Linked DNA regions of Mus musculus: region 2 is linked to region 1. A link is a contact called in public HiChIP or PLAC-seq data. All regions are on one chromosome and are shown on one strand. The core of a region is the stretch at or near the end of the contact, and the rest is flanking DNA. Distances in the headings are between cores, read along the strand shown.

The links. HiChIP or PLAC-seq counts read pairs in DNA pulled down with a chosen protein or histone mark.
Region 2: a FOXA1 HiChIP or PLAC-seq map of pancreatic cancer cells shows a contact between it and region 1. The contact joins two enhancer-like sites. A contact is called at or near these places in 2 of 39 promoter capture datasets (cranial neural crest and liver), 2 of 484 Hi-C or Micro-C datasets (cardiomyocytes and erythroblasts) and 2 of 115 datasets of contacts at active chromatin or transcription factors (astrocytes and pancreatic cancer cells).

What each region holds. Positions count from the first base shown.
Region 1 is chr12:110,949,570-110,956,073 of GRCm38.p6, reverse strand. Tecpr2 (tectonin beta-propeller repeat containing 2) reads right to left here. Exons shown (of 20, transcript NM_001289510.1): 17 at 1,252-1,400. Among named protein-coding and RNA genes, the nearest start is that of Ankrd9, 26 kb to the left of the region's middle. Within about 2 kb of position 2,878, at least 66 of the 459 cell types and tissues checked have an H3K27ac peak or open chromatin away from gene starts, as enhancers often do. A contact at or near this core is called in pancreatic cancer cells, where this site is marked.
Region 2 is chr12:111,426,525-111,433,028 of GRCm38.p6, reverse strand. Exoc3l4 (exocyst complex component 3-like 4) reads right to left here. Exons shown (of 14, transcript NM_001289487.1): 10 at 4,995-5,109; 11 at 4,452-4,571; 12 at 4,220-4,372; 13 at 3,493-3,614; 14 at 1,349-2,360. The coding sequence ends at 2,177. Among named protein-coding and RNA genes, the nearest start is that of Exoc3l4, 12 kb to the right of the region's middle. Within about 2 kb of position 2,453, at least 206 of the 459 cell types and tissues checked have an H3K27ac peak or open chromatin away from gene starts, as enhancers often do. A contact at or near this core is called in pancreatic cancer cells, where this site is marked.

The sequences.
Region 1 (6,504 bases), core at 1,629-4,128:
TCTGTTTAAATTACTCTAGATTCTTTCCCGCCTCCATAAGGATGTCTTCCTGCCCCGTTCTCTCTAAACAAGATAACTTTACATCTTTCCCAACAGAGCTACAGAACACAGATGAGCAGAGCCTGAGCAAATAACCCTAGAGGTGTCATGGCCTCCCACAAGTTTTTGTTTGTTTGTTTTTTGTTGTTGTTTTTCCAGACAGGGTTTCTCCGTGTAGCCCTGGCTGTCCTGGAACTCACTCTGTAGACCAGGCTGGCCTTGAACTCACAGAGATCTGCCACCTGTCTCCCAAGTGTTGAGATTAAAGGCATGGGTCACCATCACCTAGCCTAAGGTTTTTGTTTTTGTTTTTTTAATTATGTGTTTTATATGTGTATGTATTTCTGGATGCATTTCTATAAGCTACATGTGTGCCTGCTGCCCAAGGAGGCCAGAAGAGGAGATCGGATCCCATTAAACTGGAGTTAAGGATGGCTAATGAGTCACCATGAGGATGCTGGGAATTGAGCCCTGGTCCTCTAGCAGAGCAGCCAGTGGTCTTAACCACTGCGTTCTCTCCTCACATAAGGTTTAAGAGAAATATACTTAGTACATGAACCAAGCCTATTTATTTCGGTCTTCTAGAGCAACTAGCAAAAACAAAACAAAAAAACCCAAAACAAACAAATATCCCCGAAACATGTCAGAAGACCCTATAGACTGAAAGCCAGGAAGTAGATTTTAGGATGGGCAGTGCTGGAACTGAATCCCTACACAAAATAGACAAACGCTTCATTAACCCTGGAAACAAAATTCTTAAGTCTAGGAAAGGCACTCACAGAACACTAGACCCAGGGCAGTGACCTAGCTCAGTAGTTGAGTGCTTGCTTGGCATTTGTGAGACCTGAGGTTCAATATCCAGTGTTGCCAGGGGAAACAGCAAACCGACTAATAACAGATATCACCATGGCAACACTTTATGCAAATTTTACTTTCTTCTTTGTATTTTTGAAGTGTTTAACATTTTTTTAAAAAATAATGTTCATTTGGTGACAAGTCAAAAATGTTTTTATTTTAAGAGGGAAAAAGCTTGTGTTGCTCAGATAATCTCAAATAACCTGTTCAGCTCTAAGCTTCCCAAATACCAAAATCCAAGCTTTGAGTGCCAAGCAACTGAGCACTCACAGGGCACAGCTCTCCATGTACCCCTGGGAGTTGTCCTAAATTGTCCTCTTACTACCAGGCAGGTTCTTTCAGGTTGGCTTTGCTTACCTGGACAGGTGGCTCAATCATGATCCAGGCTGGAAGCATCAGGCTGGGATTCAGAGGCTGGGTTCCAACACGGAAGTAAACCCCACCCCTGGAGTCACAGGCCCAGATATGCTGATTTCCACATGCCAAGCTGGTCAGTCTCACAGTTCCTGCAGAGATAGGAAACACACACTGTAATTAGTTTGACAAATGACAGATCTTTCAGTTAGTGTATAAACTCTACTTCAAAGAAAGACAGGAGGTACGTCTCCAGCTGAAGGCCGGTGTGTGTCATCTGGTTGTCCTTCCACACCAGTAGGAACACTGGCTTCTCTGCCAGGTGCCTCAGAGCATCCTGTGAAGGCTGCTGGCTAAGTAGCTATGATGCCACCAAGCCAGGGCATCCGCCACTAGCTTCATCCAACAAGTGCCCACTGCTAGTAAACTCTCCACTAACTAACTTCATCCAACAAGTGCCCACTGCTAGTCAGCTCTCCACTAACTAACTTCATCCAACAAGTGCCCACTGCTAGTTAGCTCTCCCTGTGGAATGGGGCTCATACTTACTAGAATGAAGAGTAAATCTAAGGAATCTGCCTTTGAGCTATTTAAACTAGCTGCTGCCAAGGGGGAGGGAATGGAGGGAGTCAAAAAAAAAAAAAAAAAAAAAAAAAAAAAAAAGAGGCTGGGCCGGAAGGGTGTGGCCTAGCCCAGAGCACCTGATAAAGCACCTCAAGGTAAAAAAAAAAAAAAAAAAAGAAGAGATTATATTTGATAATTTTCTAGCAACTAAAAAAATGCAACAGTCAAGTTACCGAACATCTCCTGTCAGCCAGGCTCCAGCCAGGCCTCCTCTCACTGCTTCACCTCAGACCTTACAGCATCAGTAATGGTTCTCACTGGAGAATGGAGGGGTGGTGGGCAACCCAGGAAGCAAAGAGGGGTAGCAGGCTTGAACCCAGGCCAGCTACCTCTGACCTCTAAGCCTTTATAAACAACAAATGTACAGGTAGATGTTCAGGTTCAAGTCCAGATTTGACAAACTACAAGAGCAACCCACACCTTATCAAGATATAGAACATTTTGTCTCTCTAGGAATTCCCTCTGGTCCCTGCCTGCCATGGCCTCTACTAGAGGCCCTGGCCTCATGCATCCCAGGCTGTCCTGACATCTATGCCAGACCTTAGTTCACAAGGGCAGGATCAAGGCCCGCATGAGTCAGCATGAAGCGGGAGTCACTCCCTTTGTGGCTAAGTATCATTCCATTGCTCACAAATGCCCCAGATAGTTTCTGTATTTACCTACTGATGGATGTGTGGATCACTTCCATGTTTTACAATTAGAGAAAAACTGTTATAGCCATTTTTGTTTGTGTGTGGCAAGCCAGGCCGTCCAGTGCACATCTGAAACCCCAGTCCTTGAAAGGCTGAAGGAATAAGATGATTTTTAAAGCTACCCTGGACTTCATAATGAGACCATGTCTCAAAGGGAGGACGAGGGGAGCAGAAACATGTATTATTTTTATTTCAAAGATGTTTTAATTTTTATTTTAAGTATGAGTGTTTTGCCTGCATGTATATAAGCACATCATGTGTGTGCAGTGTCTGAAGAGGGCAGAGGGAAGCGGATGCCTTGTAACTAGAGTGACAGATGGTTGTGAGTCACCATGTGGGTGTTTGAAGCTGAACCCAGGTCCTCTGGAAATGCAGCCAGTGCTTTTGGCCACTGAGCCATCTCACCAGTCCCTATTTTTCCCCTAGAATAATAATAATAAAAATATATTAGAATTGTCAGAACATAAGTTTTATGTCTCACTTTAAATTTTATTCTCAAATTTACTTATTTTCATTTTATTTGAGAGAGAGGGAGAGGTTGTGTGAGTATAAGTGCTGGCAGAAGCTAGAAAAAGCAGATTCCTGGAGCTGGAGTTAAAAGTGTTAATGAGACGCCTGACAAAGATGCTAGAAGCTGAGGTTGGGCCTGAGACACTGAACCCAGCCCCTACAGTCACGTGTGTAAGTCAGAGGACAACTTGTAAGAGTTGACTCTTTCCTTTTACCACATGGTTCCGGAGATGGAATCAGGCCATCAGGATCGGCAGGATCACTTTTAAAGAGAAAGTCAGTTTCAAGTTGTACCATTTTATATGCCTACATATATACATACATACACACATACATACATATACACATACATACATACATGCACACATGCCTATACACTTATGACACACAGGTTCTTGTTTGTTTGTCTTTTCTTGGTTTTTCGAGACAGCGTTTCTCTATGTAGCCTTGGCTGTTCAGGAACTTACTCTCTAGGCTAGCCTGGAACTCACAGAGATCCATCTGCCTCTGTGCCACCACAGCCCAGTGTTTGTTGCTGTTTGTTTGTTTGTTTATTTATCTTATGTAGCTGTCTTCAGACACACCAGAAGAGGGCTTTAGATCCAATTACAGATGGTTGTGAGCCACCATGTGGTTGCTGGGAATTGAACTCAGAACCTCTGGAAGAGCAGCCAGTGCTCCTAACCTAACCACTAAGCCAGCTCTCCCTCCCTGACTCTGAACTTCTAATGTCCCTGCTTGCATCCTTAGTGCTCCCATCTGTGCCATGCTGGGAACTGAACATAGGACTCATGCACTACTAGGCACTTAGTCAGCTTCCCCACCAGATATGTAAGATGGAGAAAAGCTTGTTTTATTCTACTGACTTATCTGTATAACTACTATAGCTATTTATGGAAAGGAAGTGTCTTTTTTCTTATTTTTCCCCTAAACAAAGCCATTCCCTTTATTTTGAGACAGGGTCTTGTATAAACAAAGCTGGCCTCCAATTTACTAAGTACAAGAGATGGCCTTGGACTCAAGTGCTGGGATCACAATGTGACCTCTGCTCTTAGACAGACAGCCTTGATCTCCTTCCTAGCCTTAAGGCACTCCTCATATGTGCTGCACTGTCTGAGTATGGCCAAGAGCTTCTTGCAGGCTTTGTCTAGCTTCAGCTGTGGGTCTAATTTGGAACCTGTTTTGAGGTATGGGCTGGGATACATGTGGCAACCAACTTTCACAGATTCACAGCAGTATCTCCTGAGCAGCCAGAGCACTGTCCACATCCTCTTTAGCCAGTAGATCCTGGACACTGGAGCACTGACTGCACTCCTTCACATACCTACGCCCAGACGCCTACCTAACCAGTAAACCATGGTGTTTTTGTAGCATCGAGCCATGGAATGAAGTCACAGGCCCGAGGATGATCGGCCTATGTTTGATCAGTCTGTGGATCTGCTGATGGGAGCTGGCATCAACAGTATGGCCCTATTGGATCCTAGCAGACCTTTTTGCTACAGTGGAGGATACTGGAGGCCGCCCTCTTCTGGTTGGAGCATCATGGCAACAGTAAAATAAAGAACTCTCTGGCCAGGCTTCTCCCATGACTGAGCACTTTTTTGGTGTCAACAATGTAAACGACAACTTGTCCTGGCGGGGTGTGTGTGTGTGTGTGTGTGTGTGTGTGTGTGATAGCACAACCTATCCTCAACCTTGTGCAACCTTGCTGCCTCAGTTGGAATCACGAGTGCACCACTACACCCTACTGTAGAATCTTTTTAAGTGTGTGGTAGAGAACAATAGCAACATTTGTTTGTTGTTTTCTATATTATAAAATTCTTCACATAAATTATTGCATGATACAATCTTGTTTGTTACTGTACTGGCTGGTTTTGTGTGTCAACTTGACACAGGCTGGAGTTACCACAGAGAAAGGAGCTTTAGTTGGGGAAATGCCTCCATGAGATCTAGCTGTGGAGCATTTTCTCAATTAGTGATCAAGGAAGGAGAGCCCATTGTGGGTGGGACCATCTCTGGGCTGGTAGTCCTGGGTTCTATAAGAGAGTAAGCTGAGCAAGCCAGGGGAAGCAAAACAGTAAGAAACATCCCTCCATGGCCTCTGCATCAGCTCCTGCTTCCTGACCTGCTTGAGTTCCAGTCCTGACTTCCTTGGTGATGAACAGCAATGTGGAAGTGTAAGCTGAATAAACCCTTTCCTCCCCAACTTGCTTCTTGTCATGATGTTTGTGCAGGAATAGAAACCCTGACTAAAACAGTTACCTAAGGCACAAACTGACAATGATATGTCTTCATCACATGCTGTGATTAGATGAATTAAACCACAAATTGCATTAGTTTGCTACATGGTCTAGTGCCTGACATGCGTATTTATGAATAATGGGAAGTGAAATATTATGAGCATCTTAAATATTTGCTAAATGAAGCACATTTTCCTCCAAAAGCCAAGACTGTACTAGATCACTGTAAAATTCCACACTCTATCTCAACAATCAGCCATTTAATAAATATCTTAATTTAATCCTTTTCCTGGCTGTTATAGTTGTTTTGACATCTGTGAAATCAAGCTGGCCTTGAACTGGTGATCCCTGAAGTACAGGTGCAGCCACTATCTTGGTAATCAGAGCAGCATTTGGCTTGGTTAGGGTAAAAGGGGGAAGGATGTAATGGCTGATTGACTACACTCAGCTAAGCTCAAACTCGGCAATCACTTTTGTGTAGCAGCACATGTGCCACGGTTCATGTGTAGAAGTCAAAGGACAATTAATTAGCAGGGCTTGGTTTTCTCCTTCCACCACGTGGGTTCCAGGGATCATGCTCAGGCCATCGGGTTTGTTATCAAGAACCTTTACCTTCTGAGCCATCTTGCTGGCCTTAAATAACAATTTAAAAAATTTGTATCTCTATCTATCTATCTATCTATCTATCTATCTATCTATCTATCTATCTATCTATCTATCTATCTATCTATCTATCTATCTATCCATCCATCCGCTAAAAAGATGGTTCAGTGATTAAAAGCACTGGCTGCTCTTCCAGAGTTCAATTCCCAGTACTCATAACCATCTATAACTCTTGTTGGGCACCATGCATCTATGTGGTACACAGACATACATGCGGGCAAAATATTCATATACATAAAAATAATCATCTTTACAAAGAAATAAAATCCTCTTTCTTCTCTGTCTGTCTGTCTGACTGACTCTCACTCCAATTTGAGAGGTGTGTGCTGGGATTAATGACTGACACAAGCCACTATGCCCAGCTAAAGTTATCTCCTGACCCACCTGCCTGTTTTCCTCACTGGACACAGACCAGACCTGGAGAGATTCAGTGCAGGAATGCTTAGTGTTCTTGGCTGCAGTTCAGTGCCCTGGATGGCACAAGTGGAGGCTTCTGACACAGCAAAGGCCAATCTCCTTTCCACTGA
Region 2 (6,504 bases), core at 1,204-3,703, 480 kb before region 1:
ACCCTCAAGGTCCTATTCCATTCTCCCTGGCTCCTGGCCTCATGGCTGCACTCAGGATCAACTTTCACCATTGTTTTGCCGATTATGGCCTGGCTGGGTTAGAGCATCATAGGGAGGTCAGGAATCTGGCTTTTATGGCTACCTCCTGTCCCACCCTCCTCAGCCAGCTCTATGCTAGCTCCTCTGACTGGAAGGCACTGACGGCATGCCCATTTCACAGCTGGAACTAGTGAGGCTTGCCTAGAGATTCATCTAGACAATTGCAGAGCTGGGATTAAACTCCCTTTTCTCTTCAGTTTGGTGAGGAAGCCCTGAGGCTCAGGTGGCACTGCACAGCCAGGATGGGACCTTGCTGTCCTGGTAAGGGGTGACACTCACATGTAGGGTGACTCTCTGGGTAGAACCTGGCTAGGATCAGGCTTTCTATTGCCTCTCAGGACCTGTTTGCACTGCCAGGACTCCGATGGCTACTGAAGGGCACCTGTAGGGCCCAGTTGGGATGCCTGGCCTGTGAAATATCACCCCCCTCTCTATGATTGCGGAGCCTCTCACACCTGAACTCCAGGTTATGAGGTTTCCAGGCCACTTGCTCTCTATAGGCCTCGTTTCCCTGCCAGCAGGAAAAACTGCTTCATCAGTCATCAACAGGAACGAGTTCCTGGCCTTCACCTCTGGCTTTGGAGCCTGGGAAACTTAGCAATGCACTTCCTCATTCCTGCCCTCCCTCCCCTCCCTGCTTCCCCTTCTAGTCCTCCCCAGGTCTGGACCTGCTGCTGGCATCCAGCCCTGATACACACAGTGGTGTCAGGCATCCACCCCTGACCCCTGCTCCTAGAAGGAAGTAAGAATTCCCGGGGAATCTATCCCTGGGCTCCCAGCAGACTCAGACATGGCTTTGTCCACCAACCCCCTCCCCCAACACAGGGGAGGGAGGGGCCTGGGAGAGCAGGGAGAGATGCTTTGCCCACCTCCCTCACACTGCAGCATTTTAGAACCCTGGTCTTATACACTTGAGGAGGGAAACTTCACAGGGCTTTTGGGACCCCAGACCACATGCAATTACTTATCCCCACATAAGCTAGTGTCAGGGTCAAGCCCAAAGCTACAGTGGCAGTCTGCTGGGGAACAGTAGAGTAAGAAAGCCATCACAGCCCCGTGCCATCAACTCTGTAAATCCTGGTTTGGCTCACATATTCCCTGGGAATTGGAGCCAACAATGAAAACAGGTCTCCAGCCTTTGCCTACAGGCTATAGACAAATTTCAAGTTGTCTAGGGAAGCAGGTGCACTGTCTCCTGGAAATGTACCCGAGGCATGGTTACCTTTCCACCTGTACACCACCACCACACAGTGACCTGGCAAATTTTATTGCTTGAGAGTCCCTCCTACATGAAACTAGAATACTGCAAGCTGCAGAACCGGTGCTCACGAGGGCTCAGGTGCCTAGCAAGAGGCTGAGGGCTGTCTACCCCTTCTGGGCAAGACCAACGTGGTGTCTGAGGCTAGGGACCCAGGGTGTGGGGTCTGCCTTTGCTTTGTTGTTGCTTTTAAAATGTATTTAGTTTTCCTTTATGCACACGTGTCTTGCCTGCCTGCATGTCTGTGTTCAGCACAAGCTCACACTCACAGAGGCCAGAGAGGGCGTTTGGTCCTCTGGAACTGGAGTTGAGGACGGTTGTTTATCGCCCTGTGGGTGCTGGGAGCACAACCTTTGAAGGGAGAGCCAAGGCTCCTGTTTTGATCTGCTGAGGCAGGCAGGGGCTTTTCCAGCTCAGGACTGGCTCGGTCCTCCCATACATTCAATCCAGCATCACCTCTCCCAACCAGCTTAGCTTGCCCAACCTTGTACACTATTTTAATTCACATTTATTTTTAGAATCCTCAGCTTCGCACTACAGTGTGGATGTGCTGAGCAGTTAGAAAGGGAAGCCTTCCCTGGCCTGAAGTCCTGAAAGGAGACTCCGCAGCCCCAAAAGACTCCCCCACAAATGCCCGGAATGCCTCATCTCCTGGCTCCTCTGGCTGAGCAGCCAGGCAGCTGAGACCAAAAATTCCATGTCCCCAGGCTTCAGTGCTGGGGGTAGGGCCAGAGTGACTCACTGGGCTCCCAACTTGGGGTCAGTCATGGAGAGGGTGACAGATCCTCGGCCAACGAGGCTCCTGCTCGCCCTTCAGCCCTAGATGCAGGTGATTAGCACGTCCACAGAGGTGGGCACTTCGATCTCCTCGAAGAGCACGTGGTGTGAGGGGAGCCTGGTCTCGTGGGCAGCCCTCAGCAAGTCTTGGGTGTGTTGCAAGAGATTCTGGTTCCGGCGGCGGCCGAGTCTGCGTAGTGCCAGAATGGCCAGAATGTGGTCTCGCCTGTAGAGACATAGGTTCCCCACTGCAGAGCGGTGCCCCCTGGTACCCTTCAGCTCTTGCCCCGCCCCCACCCCCGGGAGGGCAGGAACCCAGGCTTGGGAGGAAGTATGATTCAGCATTCCTGGAGCTGGATTAGGGAGGCTGAAAGGCTGGGACTATCCCAGGCTGCGAGGGGATGGGGCTCTAAAAGGAGGCAAGGAGGCGGGAGTGTGGGCCTGGAGGTGCACAGTAACTGGACCTAGAACACACAGACATGAGACAGGGGAGGGGGCATGCGCACAGCGGAAAGAAGCTCTGTGCAGAGGCAACGCAAGAACTCTGATCTAGGGAAGGCTCCAGAAACTGGCAGAATGCTAGGGAGGTAGAGGCCAGGCCAGGCCAGGCCAGGCGGCAGGTTGGGGAATGTCCTCACAGTGTGCAAGACAGAGCGTGGTGGGGGTGTAGGGTGACAGGTGAAGTGGTGGAGGGGTGGACGTGGGTGGAATAGGTACAAAGGGGCACCCTGAGTCACTGCGTCCCCACTGCTTCCCCGCAGCCATCCAAGACCACTTTTGGAGCCAGGGAGGAAGGGCCAAACACCAGTTGGGGAACCCCCGAGGAGCGGTAGGGAAACTGAAAACTTAGAAGGAACTAACGGGGTCGGGTCGTTGTTGTCCGTATTCAAAATCTACCAGAACAAACAAGCTGCGAGCAGCAAGGAGCCAGAGAAGGGGCTGGACCAGGGGCTTTCAGTGATCTTTCCATCCCGGAATCTCCGAGAGCACTGGAGAGAGCCAAGCCGGGATTTCCAAGGGCTCTGATGATTCACTGCCCCACACGAGCCTCCTCATGGCTGCCGAGGCCTCAGAGAGCTTCCAGAGAGGGTTTGAGCCCGAGAGTGGAGCCACGCCGTCCACAGATGGTGGAGAACACGAGGGAGGGGATGGTCCTCTTGCCTGCGGTCCCTGTGCGCCTTCCTCGCGGGCATGCGCACACGGGTCCGTCGCGGTTCGCTTCCCGACTAAGCCACAGTTCTCTCGGCCCTGACAAGCTCGCTCTTCCCTCCGTTCCACGCCTGCACTCACTTTGCTAAAGGCGCGAGTGCCAGGTTCCAGTGACCCCTGACTCTAGGAGGGAAGGAGGATCTGCTAACCTGATGTCCGGGTAGCTCCGTATAAGTGTTTCCAGGTGCCGCCGGATGTCGTCTTTGTATGTCTCGCCCAGGATCTCAGCCACAGACAGGATGGCTTGGTCCAGCCACTTGGCTTCAGAGCCCTAAGGAAACAGGGAGATATGTGCGTGGTTCATCTCCCCCAAGGAGTCTCTGCCTACAAACCTCTCCTGTAGTGCCCAGAAACACCCTTCCCGTGTGTCTGCCGCGGGTGGCTTGCCCATAAGAAGATTCCACGGAGTCAGGGAATAAGATTCCACAGACCACATCTGCGGTGACTCTGGAGAGTTTTCTTCCTGTCTGCACAGACGGGAAATCCGAGCCCTGACCAGGAAAGTGCTGATTGGAACCTGTCACCAGTAGGAGGCCAGCAGCCCAGATAAGGGGTTTGGGCTCAAAGTGCTCCCGAGAGGGGAAAGATCTCCCACAGACCTTGCCCATCATAACCTTCATTCCTTCTTTGCCTTCACCCACAAATGTATGCAAATACAATGTAAAGTGAAACCCCCTCCTGTGCCCGCCCCTTTAGAGTCTAGCCCCACTGCCATTTTCCCTGTGGAGTCTGAAGAACCGCCTAGTGGAAGCTCTTTTCTCCTGCTTCACCCGCCGTGAGGGCTCTTTACAGGATGAAAACAACAGAATAGGGGGTTCCTGGCTGGGTTTGCTGGCCAGAGACTGAGCCCGATTGACAGTCAGACGCTGCTCCTACCAAGCCCTGGAAGGTGTTGCTAATGGCCTGGGCATCCAGGTTCATCTTATTAGAGCCCTTCAGTCGATCCTGGCCACTGAACCTCTCGTGGGGCCTCAGCACCTGCCCCAGGTATTCGCGGACCACAAAACGGTGCACCTCCTGCAGTGTCTCCTGGGAGAGGGAGATGGTAGTGGTCAGGATCAAAGCCATGGGCTCTGCACACCCATGCCAGCCACCCACTTCCTGGTACCTGTGCCAGTGGTGGGGTCACATGCTCAAGATGATGTGCAAAGTCCACCACTTTGTCCATGAGGGGACGAAGTGTGTCCTGTGTGAGCCAGCTCTTGGTATATAGCACCTTAAATAGAGGCTGGGGACAGAAGGGCATGGGAAGTGAGCTCTGTTCACCGTTTCTAACCCCCTTCCGTGCTGGGCTCCCTGGTGCAGCCCTCTTTTCTAGGCACAGGTTTTATCACTAGGTCCTTCCCATAATGCTTCCTCCAATGGGTATGGAAAAGTCTAAGAGTCTTGTCAGGCCCTGCTTAGGGTGTGTGCTGGGTGCACCTTGAGTGTCTGTCTGGTCAAGGAGCTTTAAGGCCTTATTTCTTGGCCCACCACCCCACTGAACAGAAGGAGCAGCAGTGGGTTGGTGAGTGCTTCCCACCCACCCTTGCTCTGGGAGAACTCACAGAGGGCAAAAGAATGGTGTGACCTAGGCCTGGACTTTAGAGCACAGATGGGTACCGGGGTTGCGGGGGGCAGGGAGGGGGGCGCACAGAAGTGTCCAGTTCACCTGCATGTCTTGCTGTACAATCTGGAGCAAATGTTTCTGGAAGCTATTGGTGGCAGCCACTAGGGGTTTCTCCAGTTCCTTTATGGTTCCTGGGAACCTGGCCAGAAGACTGGTTCTGGGGAGGAGCCAAGACACGGAGTGAGCTGGAAACAGAAAAACAGGCAGAGGAGCAAGACCCCTCCCCCGGGGCACACCCCTGCAGGCTGGGCAAGGCACTGGTCTGCCTCCCGTTCGTTCATTTTTCAGCGGTTCTTATTCTTCCCAACGCAGTTCCTTGTGTTGTGGTGACCCCCCCAACCATAACATCATTTTAGTTGCTTCTTCATAATTGTAATGAAGCACGATGCAAATACCTGATACGCAGGATATCTGATACCTTTGTGGAAGGGGTCGGGACCCACAGGTTGAGAATCCCTGAGTTAGCTTGTAATGTCCCTGGAGTTGTGCAAAGTAACACCCAGGGGCAGAACTGAATAAAAGGACAACATCAAAGCCCTGAGAACCAATCATTAACTCTGGCAGCAGGGTGACAGGGTGGCTGCTTTGGTCCTGTCTGGCAGCTTTGAGTCAGACCTCCATGCCTCTTGGTGATGGGACATGGTAGCACAGCCAGGCCCGGCAGAAACTTTCCAATGAGCTTCATCCCTGCCTCTGAGAATGATACTGTCCCACTGGGCAGGTACCCAGCTGCATGGGTTACTGGTTGCACCAGCATCCACCTGCCCACCTGTCCCAGGCTACCCTAGGCTTGGGAAGTCACACTGGGTGGATTAAGCAGGCACATAGTGTATCACAGTGCTCATAAAGAGTGCTCATATGAGGGGGCAGGTGAGATGGCTCAGTGGGTAAGAGCACTGACTGCTCTTCTAAAGGTCCTGAGTTCAATTCCCAGCAACCACATGGTGGCTCACAACCATCTGCAATGAGATCTGACACCCTCTTCTGGTGCATCTGAAGACAGCTACGGTGTACTTATTTTAATAATAAATAAATCTTTGGGTCGGAGGGAGCAGGGTTGACTGGAGCGAGTGGGGCAGACCGGAGCAAGCGGGGTTGGCCTGAGCAAACAGAGGTCCTAAATTCAATTCCCAACAACCAGATGAAGGCTCACAACCATCCGTGCAGCTACAGTGTGTACTTATATGCATTAAATAAATAAATAAATAAATAAATCTTTTTTTTTTTTTAAGAGTCCATATGAACTCAGTCCCCATGGCCTGTGGAAGCAGGCTCTGGCTTTGTTAGAAGAGTTAAGAGGCACCGAGATGAAGTGACTTGCCCCAGCGCACACAGCTAACAATGGGCAATGCTGGGTCCAACCCCACAAGGTGGCCTAGATGGCTGTATTCCCCAGACTAGCATATCTGTGGGGAAGTGTGCATGTGGTATGGTCTGGAGTACCCGTAGCAGTCTCTGCCAAATAGAGAAGACCTTGTTTTCTGAGGGAAGAGGCGCCCAGGATGGTCCAGGGTGAGACGCGGGGAGGTAGAGGGGTTGGGAGGAGAAGGTA